2 separate regions of the Zea mays genome follow, and region 2 is linked to region 1. Evidence: chromatin contacts called from public Hi-C data. All regions are on one chromosome and are shown on one strand. Each heading gives the region's core, a stretch centred on a gene start, on an enhancer-like site or on the middle of the called end of the contact. The rest is flanking DNA. Distances are from core to core; before and after follow the strand shown.

What was found. A called contact is a pair of places that touch in the nucleus more often than the background predicts.
Region 2: a contact with region 1 is called in a Hi-C map of leaf, with 2.7 times the contacts expected there. The contact joins two enhancer-like sites. A contact is called at or near these places in 4 of 25 Hi-C or Micro-C datasets (ear, leaf and leaf mesophyll) and 1 of 3 datasets of contacts at active chromatin or transcription factors (seedling).

Annotation. Positions count from the first base shown.
Region 1 is chr4:202,399,963-202,407,233 of Zm-B73-REFERENCE-NAM-5.0, reverse strand. No RefSeq gene overlaps it. Among protein-coding and RNA genes, the nearest start is that of LOC100274830, 9.1 kb to the right of the region's middle. Within about 2 kb of position 1,778, at least 16 of the 20 cell types and tissues checked have an H3K27ac peak or open chromatin away from gene starts, as enhancers often do. A contact at or near this core is called in ear, leaf, leaf mesophyll and 1 more, where this site is marked.
Region 2 is chr4:202,475,591-202,482,642 of Zm-B73-REFERENCE-NAM-5.0, reverse strand. No RefSeq gene overlaps it. Among protein-coding and RNA genes, the nearest start is that of LOC100281424, 9.8 kb to the left of the region's middle. Within about 2 kb of position 2,437, at least 16 of the 20 cell types and tissues checked have an H3K27ac peak or open chromatin away from gene starts, as enhancers often do. A contact at or near this core is called in ear, leaf, leaf mesophyll and 1 more, where this site is marked.

The sequences.
Region 1 (7,271 bases), core at 529-3,028:
TATGTTTCATAACAAAATAAGATTACCAGATGATAAACAATATTAATATGAATTTACTGCAACTAGAATGGATCCAAAAGGAGTTAGAATGAGTTACTTATGAATTAAACAAGTTTCTAGAATTATTTGTATACTAGAAAACATTTTCCAGGGGATTTCTCTGATTTTATAAATAATTTCGTTTATTTTAACGTAACCAAGGATGGCGGCCATGATATTCTAAAGACTCGGGGTTGAATATGTAAATACTAGGACTAATATGTAAGAGTCTTTGTACTAGGGTGGACTGCGTGTGAATCAATAGAAACCAGGGGATCCTATTTGTAAAACTGGCTCGACGAAGGGGTATGAACCAATGAGATCCATTGGATCACCATCCCAAGGCACAGATTAGATTGAATCTCCATGAAGTCTCAACCGCAGGATTGATAATTGACGCTTTGGATTTTATAATGCCTAGATCGATTTTCAAGCGCCCGATCCAAATCAGATGGCCCACGATCAACCAAAGCGAAGCGGTACCTAGGTTCCAATCACAACCATCCACACTATGATCGATGGCCCAAAATCCTCTTTGAATCCGATCAAATCCACACCGTGGGTTCACCGATCAAAGGTCCACGACACTCCCTCCCGAACCCAAACACAGCGGCGCCGAGCACCACCACGGTGGCGCTCTCGCCGGCGAGCAATGTACCGGCCGCCCAGGGCCCGTATATCGAATATCTAGGGATTCTACATGTATAGCGGATAACGGCAAGCGACGGATAGGGCTGCACAAAATACTCGTGGCTCGTGAGCTCGCTCGACTCGTTGCCAGCTCGGCTCGACTCGGCTCGTTTCAATTTTATCACAAGCTGAGCTGACTTCTCAACCAAGTTCGTTAACGAGCCAGCTCGACACGAGCTCGAGCCAGCTCGTTAGCTCGAATGAGCTAGCATTTATCTATAAAACAAAGCCTCTACTTGTATTGGATGAATTAATAAGTGATGAACTATGTTAGTTTAGGGTTTAAATGATGTGATATATAAAATTATGAGTATTGTTAGTCTTTTCTAGTGTTAAATTAGTATGAAATTAACTAGCAATTGATTATATTGTTGTATATATACATGTATACTATTTTTTGTTGTGGCTCGCAAGCTAAACGAGCCAGCTCGAGCTCGCAAACGAGCCGAGTCAAGCTGGTTCTCTAGCTCAGTTGCTTAACGAGTCGAGCTGAGCTAGCTCGTTCCCTTAACGAGCCAGCTCGAGCTCGGTCGAGCCGAGCTGGCTCGATATCCACCCCTAGTGACGGAGTCAGTTTCTTACCAAGGATTTGGGTGTCAGTGGCAATGTCCTCGATGAGCAGTGGCGTGGCGGCGGAGAAGGAGCTCCGACGAGCAATTCCCTACGCACAAAATGACTTCGGGTTTGTCCAATCGGTGCACGAGCTTCCATAGTCCTCTGGCTTTGACCTATGGCCCGAAATCAAGGTCGATTCGACGGTGAGGTGAGGATGGCTTGCGGCGGTCACCATAGGTCTCTGCGCCGGCAATGGGGCTCGGGGTACGGTGTGCTTGGCTCAATGGGATGAGAAAGGGGGTAGCGGGGCTCATCCTTTATACCCTGGGTGAGGCATGGATGGTGGGATGATGGCCAGATTGGGCCCAAGACACCCGACGTGGTTGGGGAAATCTGTTGCCACGAGCTCAGGGAGAAGGTCCTGACCAGATGGGTCCACGGGCAGTGATCTAACGAACCGTGCGGGTGGTTTAAAGTTAGGCATGTGGGGGCCACTATGTCAGTGAGAGAGGGAATATGCAGGCGCGGGAGAGCGGCTGACGCCCCTGCCCACCTATCAGTGCTGGGTGGAGAGGTTGGGCTGTGCGAATGAGAGTGAGTTGGGCCAGATTGGGGAAATCGACCCACACAGATTTCCCATTTTCTTTTCTTGTTTTCTATTTATGTTTTCTATTTCGAATTTGTTTTCCTATTTCAAATTATATTCAAATCTAAACTTCACAAACTTCAAGTCAATACAAAAAATCCAATATGTATGCATAGTATTATTTTATAGTTCTATTGACTTGATTTTAGTCTTGCTTGCACATAAAAAATAAATCTCAATCTTAACCTTTCTTTTTTAGAGTTTATATTTCATTGTCAAAATTCAAACCTAATGTTTGGTCAAATTAATAGTGTCCTCATTCCAAAATTTTAACCAAATCTAATGCCTTATCAATTCCCATAAAGGCACATTGATATAATCTATATTTTAAGTTAAATATTTAGAGGAAACAAAGATAACTCTTTTATAGGAATTTGGCTTCTAACCTACTATTAGAAAACATGGTTATCAACACCTTGGGATAATTCTTACAAATCTTTAAAATCAAGATTTTATGGTGTTACAGGGGCAGCTAGGCTCCTTTGTGTTTTTCTTTTATTCCGAATTGTCTAATCCCTTTTTCTTTTATTTTCTATTTTGAATTAAAATTCAAACATGCTCCAAATTCAAATTCAAACAATTCAAACATGTGCATCAAACAAAAGAATAATTTAGGCTCAGCATGATGCAACATTTTTTACACTCATAGGTTTTGATATAGTAAAGAAATAATTAATCTCCCACCTAATAGACATAGTTTTAACAAAAAAGAAGAGAAGAAAAACTAGAGAGAGAAACAAAAGGTAACACCTAAATTTAGTAGACATTAGAGAAGAAATTTTATAACCTAAATTAAGGGTGTTACACACGATCACCTTACTATAATAAAAATCATGGTCTGAGAGTCTATACCTACACCTCTAAATCCTGCTATCACGTGAAAGAGACTAAGGATCAAGCGGTTTGCTAGCAGCGCACACACACCAAGCGATGTGATGTGCAAGCGAGACAATTTTATTAGATCTAAAATTATTCTGTCGCTCGACCTGCATATGATACCAATAGATGATTCTGTTGGCGGACGGTCCACGCACGTAAAGTCGTTAAGGCTCCGAGTTTCTTGCTATAGTTGTTGGCTAGATTCGCGGAATTAATTCGGGAAATTTATTTGTAACGGGTTCAGCCCCCCTCCACTATAAATACATAGGAAAACAGATGATTAATCATCATCAATCGAATCAATAATCAATTTATCGCTCGTTTTTTACCTTAGGCATTAGGAGTAGTTCTAGTTTAGCCTCTCAATCCCCAAATTTTTCGTTTCTCTTCGGCTCTACGTCGATTAGAGGTGTCTAGGTTGGCCTGCTGACCCTGGACAACACCTAGAATCTCTCCTCCCCGATGGGGTCTCTCCCGGGAGCGAGATTCAGGCACCGTCGGCGAACTCCGCCGCCCCTGCGCACGCAAGGACCGTCCGCCTATAGGCTCGGACCGTCTGGCCCGTCAGGCAGGGAACCCTAGCCCTGCTCCAGGTCGTAGACTGTCCGACCCCTGGTAGCGGACCGTCCGTCCCCTGGCCGCCGGTTCTCAACGCAGTGATTGGCGTCTGGATCGGCGCCAACACGCTTTTTGGCGACTCCGCTAGGGACATTTCATATAGACCTATCAAGGTCGGCCCTCAATGGCCGGTTCAAAGGATAGCTCTGCAGTTTCCTCCAGCAATATCATAGAGCCGACCTGGGAAACCTTGTCGACTGACGAACAGCTCTAGTTCGAGGAGCAAAAGGAGCAGCTGATCCAAGAAGCAAAGGTGAAGTTCCTCGTCAACTTCAAGGTGGACAGAAACAACAAGATCGTTCGGCAATGGGCGACTGATCTGGCTTCGCTCCGACACACAACGAATACCCCAATGTAAGTAACACCAACAAGCTCTAATCTCTTAAAGCTTACATAGATGAACAGCGAGAGCAAATGCAACATATCATAGGGTATACAAAAGGATTATAAAAGGCTAGTACGTGCGTTTGATAAATCCACTGTTGCAAATTTTCCTTCGCACGAGGTTGAATTGGGGGAAAACACACGTAATTCATCGGCTACAGGTTGTCACGACCAGTCACAACCCCTTTATGGGATGTCGATGGACACATACCTGAGCAACCACGGCCTCCTACGCACATCGACAGTAAATTAGCCGATCTGCACATGTCCGGACCATCCGCACGTGAGCGCAGACCGTCCGAGCCAGCAATGGTCGGTCCCATTTTTAATGAGTTACTAAGATATGCGTTCGAGCCGCCACATGCTACACAAGCCCTGAACCACCCAGACAAACCGTTCGCATATGATCACGGATGGTCCGCATATCCGACCGGACGTTCCGCGTATCCGACCGGACGATCCGGCACAGGGTTGTTTGAGGATGATTATTACCTAAATCCTCGCCCATCCCAGCAACACTTCCCATCGCACTATACGATGCACCAAGCCATTAATACAGAATCCCAAACCCATGGGGGCGAGTACTTTCCGGCTCAGCCTAGAAGGCCGGAAAGGAATGGTCAATCCTATTAACCATATAGGGCAAATAGTAATGCACCACAAAACTCAATCCAATGGGGGGAGACAACAAACTAATGTCCAAACAACCTCACCTACGATAGGACAAAGAGCCGATGGTCTCCCATCGGCTGCTATTGATATAGTAAGGGAAGAAATAGCCGGGGCATTCCGAAATAAGCTCGGAGTAAGCATGGACCCTGGGGACAGCCATATCAGAGGCCTTATGAGCCGATTTGACCAACACCCATACCAATAGGGAACCAAGATACCCGAATTCGCAAAATTTTCGGGTGACCAAGGAAAGAGCACATGTGAACACTTAGGCCAATTTTTAGCACAATTAGGAGAATTGGCCGACACAGAGGCATTCAGGTGCGTTTATTTTCATTATCTTTAACAGGAACCGCATTCGCATGGTACACCACATTATCTCCTAATTCTATTTTGTCATGGGGGGATTTAGAACAAAAATTCCATGATCACTTTTTCTCCGGTGACTATGAGTTAGATTTAGTAGACCTAGTGGCACTGCGACAAGGAAAAGACGAATCGGTTAATGAGTACATCCGGAGATTTTGGGATACGAGAAATCGATGCTTTCAAATTCATTTAGCAGAAAAAAAAACTAGCGGGATTATTCTTTAATGGACTGTGATATTATTTAAAGGAAAGATTAGAAGGCATCCAGTTTTTTACGCTAGCACAATTACATCAGAGAGCATTGGCTTGTGAAAGCCGAAGCAAAGAAACTGCTAAAACGATTCATCACAACGTCCATATAATAGAGTGTGACCAAAGTAGCTCGGACGGCGAATCAAAAGAAGTATACACGGCTGAAATGGTTTGGCCAAAGCAGGCCAAATCTTTGGCTTGTTCTTCCTTACAGTCGGTTCAAAAAACGGCAAGAGGAGGTTAAATTTACATTTAATGTTGGTAAGTGTGATAAAATATTTGACGAATTGCTAAAAAATGACAACATTAAGATAAATCATACTGTTCCACCCACCGACGAACTGAAACGCCGTGCATACTGCAAGTGACACAACTCATTTTCTCATACCACTAATGATTGTAATGTATTTCGACGACAAATCCAATCGGCCATTAACGAGGGACGATTGAAATTTCAGGAAATGCAGGTAGATACGAAGCCCTTACCAATGAATGTGATTGACTTCGAGGGCAAAAAAGTCCTGATTCGGCCCGGCATGGCCAATAAGGGCAAAGGCAACGAAGTCATCATCGGCGACGCACGGAAGGCCGATGAAAATAATAAAATTTCTTGCAGGAAAGTAGTGGCCGAAAAGACTCCTGATGGGGGGGAGACCCTGAAAATTACCATCACTACCTCCAACGTTGGGTTGCAGGCGCAGGCAGGAAACGAGGCGCCAGCACCTGTTCTGCGCATCGCGGACGGTTCGACACACAGACACGGACGGTCTGGAACACCGCTAGATAGTCCGGATCATTCCAGCGGCAATCGGGCAACGCCTATGAACCACGACGACCACGCACCTTCAAACCACGATGACCGGAGATAGGTACGTGGAAAACTAACACGTTCAAGGCAGCTGGTCGACTGGTCAGATCTGGCTTAACCTTTGATCAATTATTGTCTAAATATGTAAAAAAAAGAAGGCCAGCCCAAGTAACTGGCCAACAAAGCGACCTCGCTCACCCATTCAGGAGCGACAACAGATAAGACCGATTGGTCCACCTCACCAATCGGAAAAGACGGAAGATCATATTGTCTAGTTAAGACCTAACGTGCCTGTGTGGACACCTCCACTCCCATATCTACCTATGTCATATCAATATACATACATACCACCGCCACATGCCCCGAGTCAAATGTGGAGCATGCCACCATATCCATTTAGGATGCCACAATACCCCGCTTGGGGGGCACCCCAAACATCTTTATTCAACAGGTTGGCACCTCCAGTACAAGACTGATTGAGCGCCACTCAATTCGGTCACCAGGCACAAGCCCAGCAAGATTGCCGGACCACTCGGCCGCAAAGGCCGACCAATCCGACAGGGGGCATATACCTACAGCAACCGAGAGAACGACAAAAAAGGACATCATCAAAATAGGTACAACAGATGTCGTCGTACAGGAAAATAATGAAGGGCCGATGATTTTTGGTGAATCGGCCAACACAAACAAAAACAAGATACAACTGCCATCAAAATAGCTGATCCAAAATACTTCATGCATCGATGGTGCCCATCGGGACTGACACAGTCTCAAAAGCAAAAATTGCAACGCTTAAGAGCAAAGGAGAGCAAGGAAAAAGAAGTAGAAAAAATATTTAATGACACACATCCGCAGTACCCACCACCGCAAAAGAGGTGGAGGCCAAAGGCCGTTGAGATAAATCAAACAGCCACGAAGACAGAAAATGAGACAGCAACTTCATAGCTCTCTGCAGGTACGGCAGACAGTCCGGCTATAAAGGTCGGACCATCCGCAGATAACATGGACCGTCCGCACTACACTAGGACACCTCCAACGACGTGCTGACGCCCATGGAGGAGGAGGACCTACTGGGAGAAGACCTGGTCGACTACGAAGCTTCTCCAGAGCACCTAGGTATGGACGTAAATGTTATTACATTTTTTTCCGATTGTACTATTGTCGGCGACGATGAACTTGTCGTTGCTCAGTTCGACTTTGGTCCTAAAGAGGCCGCCTTCACTAAACCAAAAGAATCGGTAAATCATTTAAAGCCGCTCTTGGTGTGCGGTCACATTGATGGGATACCGATTGCTAAAATGTTGGTAGACGGGGAGGGGGGGTGTAAATCTAATGCCTTATTCATTGTATAGAAATTTA
Region 2 (7,052 bases), core at 1,188-3,687, 75 kb before region 1:
ATCAATGGAACTCTCTGTACGTACCAATTTCTAAGATATTCTGGCATTTAAGTCTGGTTGAGAAAAAAGCACTAAATGACCATTGTAACACCTCAAAATCCTATCTTTAGGATTAGGAAGAATTCAACTAAGTTCTAAATAAGCATGCTTTTATAATAAAATTAGAAAACAAGATGCTCCTATAAAGATTATCTTTTATAGTTAGAAATACTCTCTAAAGATCTAAACTAAATAAAGGTTTTATAGGTATATCTTTACATAGATAAATAATAAATATTATATTTCGTTTTGCGTAGATAAAATTGTCTTAATTAAATTGTATGAAGTGATCTTTAATTATTGGTGTGAATCATTTTCTTATTCTTCATAATTATGGGCATTTGCTTAAAAGAATAAGGCAATAAATAATTCTTGTAAAATTATACTTTGCATCATGCTGGAACTTTTGATTGTACATCTAGTTTAAATTTTGAAATACGAACTCATATTTGAATTTGAAGTGAAATAGAAACATAAACTGAAAATAGAAATAGAAAAAAAGATAAAAGAAAGGAACATACCCCTATTTGGGCCGAAACCTCATTATTGGCCGAGATTCTCACCTGTACAGCCAGCCTAACCTGCCCTCACGCGCGTGCCGACAGGTGGGGTCGCGTGAGCAGTCACCATCACACCTGCACGTTGAATCGTGTATCTGCCTCGCGTGTAGGTGTCGCAGCCGTATTCAAGGATAAAGACAGGTGTATCAAGACAACATATATAATAACAGAGTGTATAGAGATAAATGTTATAATATCATTAGAGTACTTATTACATAGTGAAAGTCTTACAAAATAAAAGATAAATATAAAACGAACTAAAGTTCATCTTTGACGTCATAAAGTCGACTGGAAGACACCACCTAGATCAAGTCAAACTCCTCATTGTGTAGCTCCTCTTGAACCACCTGTTCTTCTACTGTGGAGGGGTGTGAGACAGAAATTGTGAGCTCACATATGTTCATCGCGCAACAAGCTGTGGAGAATAATGTGCATGAGCTCACATATGTTCATCATCGCTCATGTGATGTGTAAGGATGATCAACAATAAAGGTTAAATCTGAGCATTGCTTTTAATAAGTTGGTATTTATTAGCAGTTACTAAATGTAAGTAGATACCAAACCATAATAAGAATAATAGAACAAAATTAATAAATAATCCCATGCAATGCAAATGACAAATTGAATTTATTTTCATAGTTTAATCATGCGAGAGTCCTGGCCTGCTCCTGACCGTGAGCTCGGCTAGTATACCAATTTTACACTCTGCAGAGGTTGTAACCTGTACCCACAAGTCATGTTACCCATCTTCCACGGGGTTGTACGGGCCCCATACACCTCTACCAAGGAAACGAGGCAGGGTAAAACTACGAGGCCTTTATAAAGTTCCATTAGCTTTCGAAAACCCGCTACAGTTTCTGGGAATAGCAATTGTAGGAATCACTCGTCTGACCGCCATTGCAGTAAAATCAACCCGAGAACCTCCCTACATGCCTACTCCCCTACTGCCCTTGCCCCTTTCGGGTAAGTTAGTCTTCCACTAGCTTTCCTAATTAGTCAGCTAAGGACGTCCCATTCCATCCTTGTGGTGACACGTGTTTCTCAAGTTAAGCTTCATGTTCTAATTAAAATTAATGATCTTGACATAAACATAAATAACATAACAGAATAATTGGAACATGGATATAATCAAATATTAACCCAAAACCATGTAAAGCAATAGCATAACTACCCAAATGATTTAGGGATAACAAGGTAAAATGATAACCAGTCTAGGGTGACCTATTGGGTCCCATCAGAATTAAACCTATGCATTGATAAGTGATAATAAAGAACATTATTGGGTAAAAAGTGGTCAAGTGCACAACTTGCCTTCAATGAGCTCCTGCTCAGCAACTTCTATCTGCTGAACACCGGAATCCTCGCCACTGGCTCTTCTACTCGCCACAATACAAACAAGCATAGTATAAAGGAGAAATTAACATCACACCAAACATGTAAACAAAATACATATGAATAATCTACATATTAAAATGAGAACATAGGAACATGAATCATTAATTTTGAAGTTATAGATTTTGAGTTATGAATTTCTGAAGGTTTTATGTATTTGTACAAGATTAATTAAGAGATACATTTTAATATGGTTTTCGTGTCAAAGTAGAGACACTATGTGATAAAAAACATTATTACAAAATTATAGAGACCGAAATGGATTACTAAGTATGAATTTTCTATGAATTAAACAAGTTCTAGGAATTGTTTTTGTATTAAAAATTCATTTCTATAATTAAACTGACGGCCGGGCCCCACGAGTCGGTGTCTGCGGCAAGGGCTCGCGTGGTTGCATCACGTGGAGCTTGGGTCCACGCGTCAGCGACGTCCGTTGCGCGCGCAGGGTAAGGAGCTGGCCGCCATGGCCCACCGGTCAGCGTCGGTTGCCTAGACGGGCCACGCAGTGCGAGAGCGGGTGAATGGGCCGCCCAACACATTTGGCCCAAGCGCAGGGTACATCTCCCCCCTTTCTTTTGATTTTATTTTCTGTTTTCTTTTATTCTTAATTCTTTTTAATCTAAATTTTGAATTCAACTTAAGTGCAAATTTAAATTCATATTAACTATGCAATTTGGTCATACCATCATGTGGTGAAGTTATTTAATTATAATATTATTTTGTATTGAATATAATTTCTTTCTCTCCTCTATTTTCATGGTTTTGTAATTTAGAGGTTAAATTCCATGGGTCCATTAATATATTGTTAATGACACATTTATTTTATTTTCCACAAATGCACAATCAAGTAAAACTCAGCATGATGCATGATTTATTTAGGTGTCTTTGTTTATTTAACCCCTTTTTGATGGTGTTTATTCACATGTGATAGTAGGTACAGTCAATACACATAAGGACATTATCTCTTCTTATAATTTACAATTTTGGGTATTATAGTAGGCGTTGACGGGCGACCCCTGCCTGTAAGTCACACAAACGCTGCAGCCAATGACGTGTGGGTCCCTCCTGCCGGCTCTCCCTTCCGCGTTCGCTATCACAAAACAACCGAAGTTGTTGCCGTAGTGTGCACCAACGAACTCCCCGATCTTCTTGAACCCATACGGACTCCACGTAGGCTATAAAACCCGAGTTCCGCACACCCTTGAGCCATCACTATAGAAGCCGAGAGCCACAACGCGAGACCGAGCGGAGCCAAGGAAGGAGGGAGAGCCCGCCGCCATATGCAATTCACGTGTGCATCAACGACGAGCCCCGGAGACTAGCCAGAGAGCATCGCCGAAGATCATAGAAATCCTATGTGGATCACCTGAACATAAGAGGCTGGGGTTTGGCGATAAGTGGGGCTACCCTCCGCCACGGAGCCACCGTGTGTCGAGGGCCCACGCCTTTGTTGCCGATCAGGGTACGAGCTCGGCCTGGGCACTTCGAGATGTCGCCAGGATGATGAACGTGGCCACACAGGGGAAGTTTCGTGGCCGGTGCTCCAGCAATTTCTCGCCGGTGTTCCATGCGCGTGGCCACGTTGCCTAGTGTCGAGGACAGCTCTACTCCGGTCATTGCTGTCAGTAAGGTATCCCAAGTTCGCTAAGTCCTTGGCATTATTTTGTCGCTAGACGTGCTTGGTTTAGGCCACGGGAGCCACAGTTCGCGCGTCCGCCGGTGACTGCGCCGCCATAGGCATGGGAGCCACTGTACTCAGGTGAGGGAGGTGGGTGAATGACTTTGGGCTGTTGGATCACATATGAAGGGAGATGATTAGAACCTGAAATACCCTTTCGCATCATAAAATCTAAGCCATCGATCCGAAATCGGAGCGCTGTGAGTCAATTGAAGCGTGGAAGAGAGTGGGCCATGGATTTGAGATCCGGCGGCATCTAAAGCGTACCGGTTCAGGGAGGAGAGCAATCTAATCTAGGCTGCTAGATGTAGATCATACGACCAGAACATGTCCATACCTCTTCGACTGTGTGAATTTGCATACAAGTCCCTGTGTTTTAAGGAAAACAACCTGTCATCCATCTTCACATAGAAATCATCACAGATAGGTCCTGATATTTATGTTTCTCAGCCTAAGTTTTAAGAAATTGCTGCCCATCGTCTAGAGGTTCCATAATTAATATAAAATGAACCCAAAATGACTTTTAGAGTAAAAATAATTCATATAACTTAGAAAACCATATCTCTCACGTTTTAACACCTATTTTAGTGGTTCTCGAACCTAAAGGTTCGTAATGACGTGTAGAATATTATTACACTGTTTGTTTTCATGTTTGATGTAATGTTATTTTTACCTATTCCTTGTCTATCTATATATATTTGTTGCGATCGCAAAGCGAGGTTGCGAGGCACCTGTATCCTTGATCACTTTCTTTGACCTAATAATATTTGTGATTCTTAATCATTGTGGCACTGTTAGGTAAAGCTGATGGGACCTAATAGGTTACCTAGTTTTGTTTACCCTACACCTTGCAAACAAATGAATTATTGGGTAGTCTTGCTATTGATCTATCTAGTTTTGAGATTAATGCTATATATATGATTTATGATCATGTTCCAATATGATTTATTATTGTTGGTTTACTCTCATGCATGATAAGGTAACTTTGTTTAATTGGAATATGAAGCGACCACCCGGGAAAGCAGTGCTACCACAAGGGTGGAAAGGGACGCCCTTGGTTGAATAATTAGGAAAACTAGTGAGGGACTATCTTAGCCGAAAGTGGCAAGGGCGGTATGAGGAGCTGACGGTATAGGGAGATTCTCGGGTCGATCATGCTACGATGGCTTTTCAGGTGAGGAATTCCTATATCGCCCCATTCTCAAGAAACTGTAGCAGGTTTTCTCAAGCTAGTGGAACATTGTAAAGCCCTCATAGTGTTCCCTCGCGAAGTCACCTTGAAAGTGTTTAAGGGTCTGTACAACCCCGGGCGAAAATACAACACGACTTGTGGGTAAAGAAACGCAACCTCTATAGAGTGTAAAACTGGTATATCAGTCGTGCTCACGATCAAGAGCGGCTCAGAACCTCACATGAGTTTATAATGGAATTAAAACTTAACCTGTCATGCTTTTGCATTGTGGGAATTGTTATTCTTTATTATGATCAATTATTTGATTGGGTTTGTATAGTAGTTGCTAAATAAATTTTGACCAACACTAAAAGCAATGCTCAGCCTTAATCATTTTCCTTGGTATGCCTTACACTTGAGCCCCCACCATAAGTGAACTCAATCACACTATTCCCACACTTGCTGAGCGATGATCATATGTGAACTCACCCTTGCTATAATCACATAAGGTTAAGAATAGTTACAGCAAGATGAGGAGTATGAAGGATGCTATAGAGGTGTAGGCCGTCGTCTCCTAGTCAACTATGGTTGCGGAGGATCGTTATCGTCATATGATGTATTTATTTAGCTATTTTGTACCGAATTCCTATATGTAATAAAGATGTGACATTGATTTCTGTAGCATGAGTCATCATTTGTGTGAGACTTGATCCTATCATACATTAGAGACAACTTGTATAGTAAAACTAAAATAGGAAAAGAGTAGAATGTGATGTTAGTATTAGGTTCGGTCAAAGAGATACTCCCTCTGATGCAAGCAAATCTCTAAGTCGACACATACCAATACCCTTAACACATGTCTAAAATGTGGAATAAGGTAGCGACTTAGTGAATAAGTCTGCGAGATTGTCACATGACTTCGTTTGCATGACCCTAATCTCACCACTTCGTTGAAGTTGATGAGGATAGAATAACTTGGGGGAGATATGTTTGGTAACATTTCTCTTGATATAACCTTGTTGCATCTGAGCAACACAAGCTGCATTATCTTCATAGATAATGGTGGGTAATTCAGTGGAATGAATCCCACATGATGATTGAATGTGATTAATCACCCTCCAAAGCCAGACACATTCACGTGAGGCTTCATACAAGGCAATAATCTCTAAATAATTAGTGGATATAGTTACTAGAGTTTGCTTAGAGGACTTCCAAAAAATAGTTGTTCCATCATTCAGAAATACAAATCCAGTGTGTGACCTTCCATTGTGAGGGTCTTATAGATAACCAACATCTGTGTACCCTATGATGCTAGGATCCTGATTTCTTCCATAGAATAGACCAAGATCTATCATGCCATGGATATATCGAAGAACATTCTTGATTCTAGTCCAATGGAATTTGGTAGGAGATGCACTATGTTTAGCAAGTAAATTTACTGCAAAAGCAATATTGGGTGTTGTATTGTTTGCTAGATACGTAAGTGCTCCAATTGCACTAAGATATTGGTACTCAAGACCCAAAATCTCTTCTCTATCATCACGTGGTTGTAATGGATCCTTATCCCTTTCTAAGGTACGGACGATCATTGGAGTTTTAGGAGGATATGCTTTGTTCATATTGAATTTACTCAATACTTTCTAGGCATAAGCAGATTGATGAACAAGAATGCTCATGGGAAGGTGCTCAAGTTACAAACCTAAGCAAAATTTGGTTTTACCCAAATCCTTCAACTCGAATTCCGTCCTTAGAGGATTGCGTGCTTCATCAATATCGTGTTTATGTCCGATGATGTTTAAGACATCTACATATACTGATATGATGCACAAACCTATAGAAGATTTCTTTATGAAGACACATGGGCAATCATCACTGTTAGAATAACCCTTACACATAAGGAATTCCTTTAGTCGGTTGTACCACATTCTCCTTGACTACTTTAAGCCATATAGAGAATTAGTGAGCTTAACACAAAACATGTTACAATTTTTGCCATTATTCGATACAAGTATTCAATCAGGAACTTTCATGTATATGTCCGAATCTAGTGACCCATAAAGATATGCGGTCACAACGACCATCAACTACAGAAGTAGACGTTTTTGTACTGCCAATGAAATTAAATATCATAATGTTATTCCATTCATAATAGGAGAATATGTCTCATTGTAGTCAATGCCTGGTCTTTAAGTTTGGGTAAACCCTTGAGTAA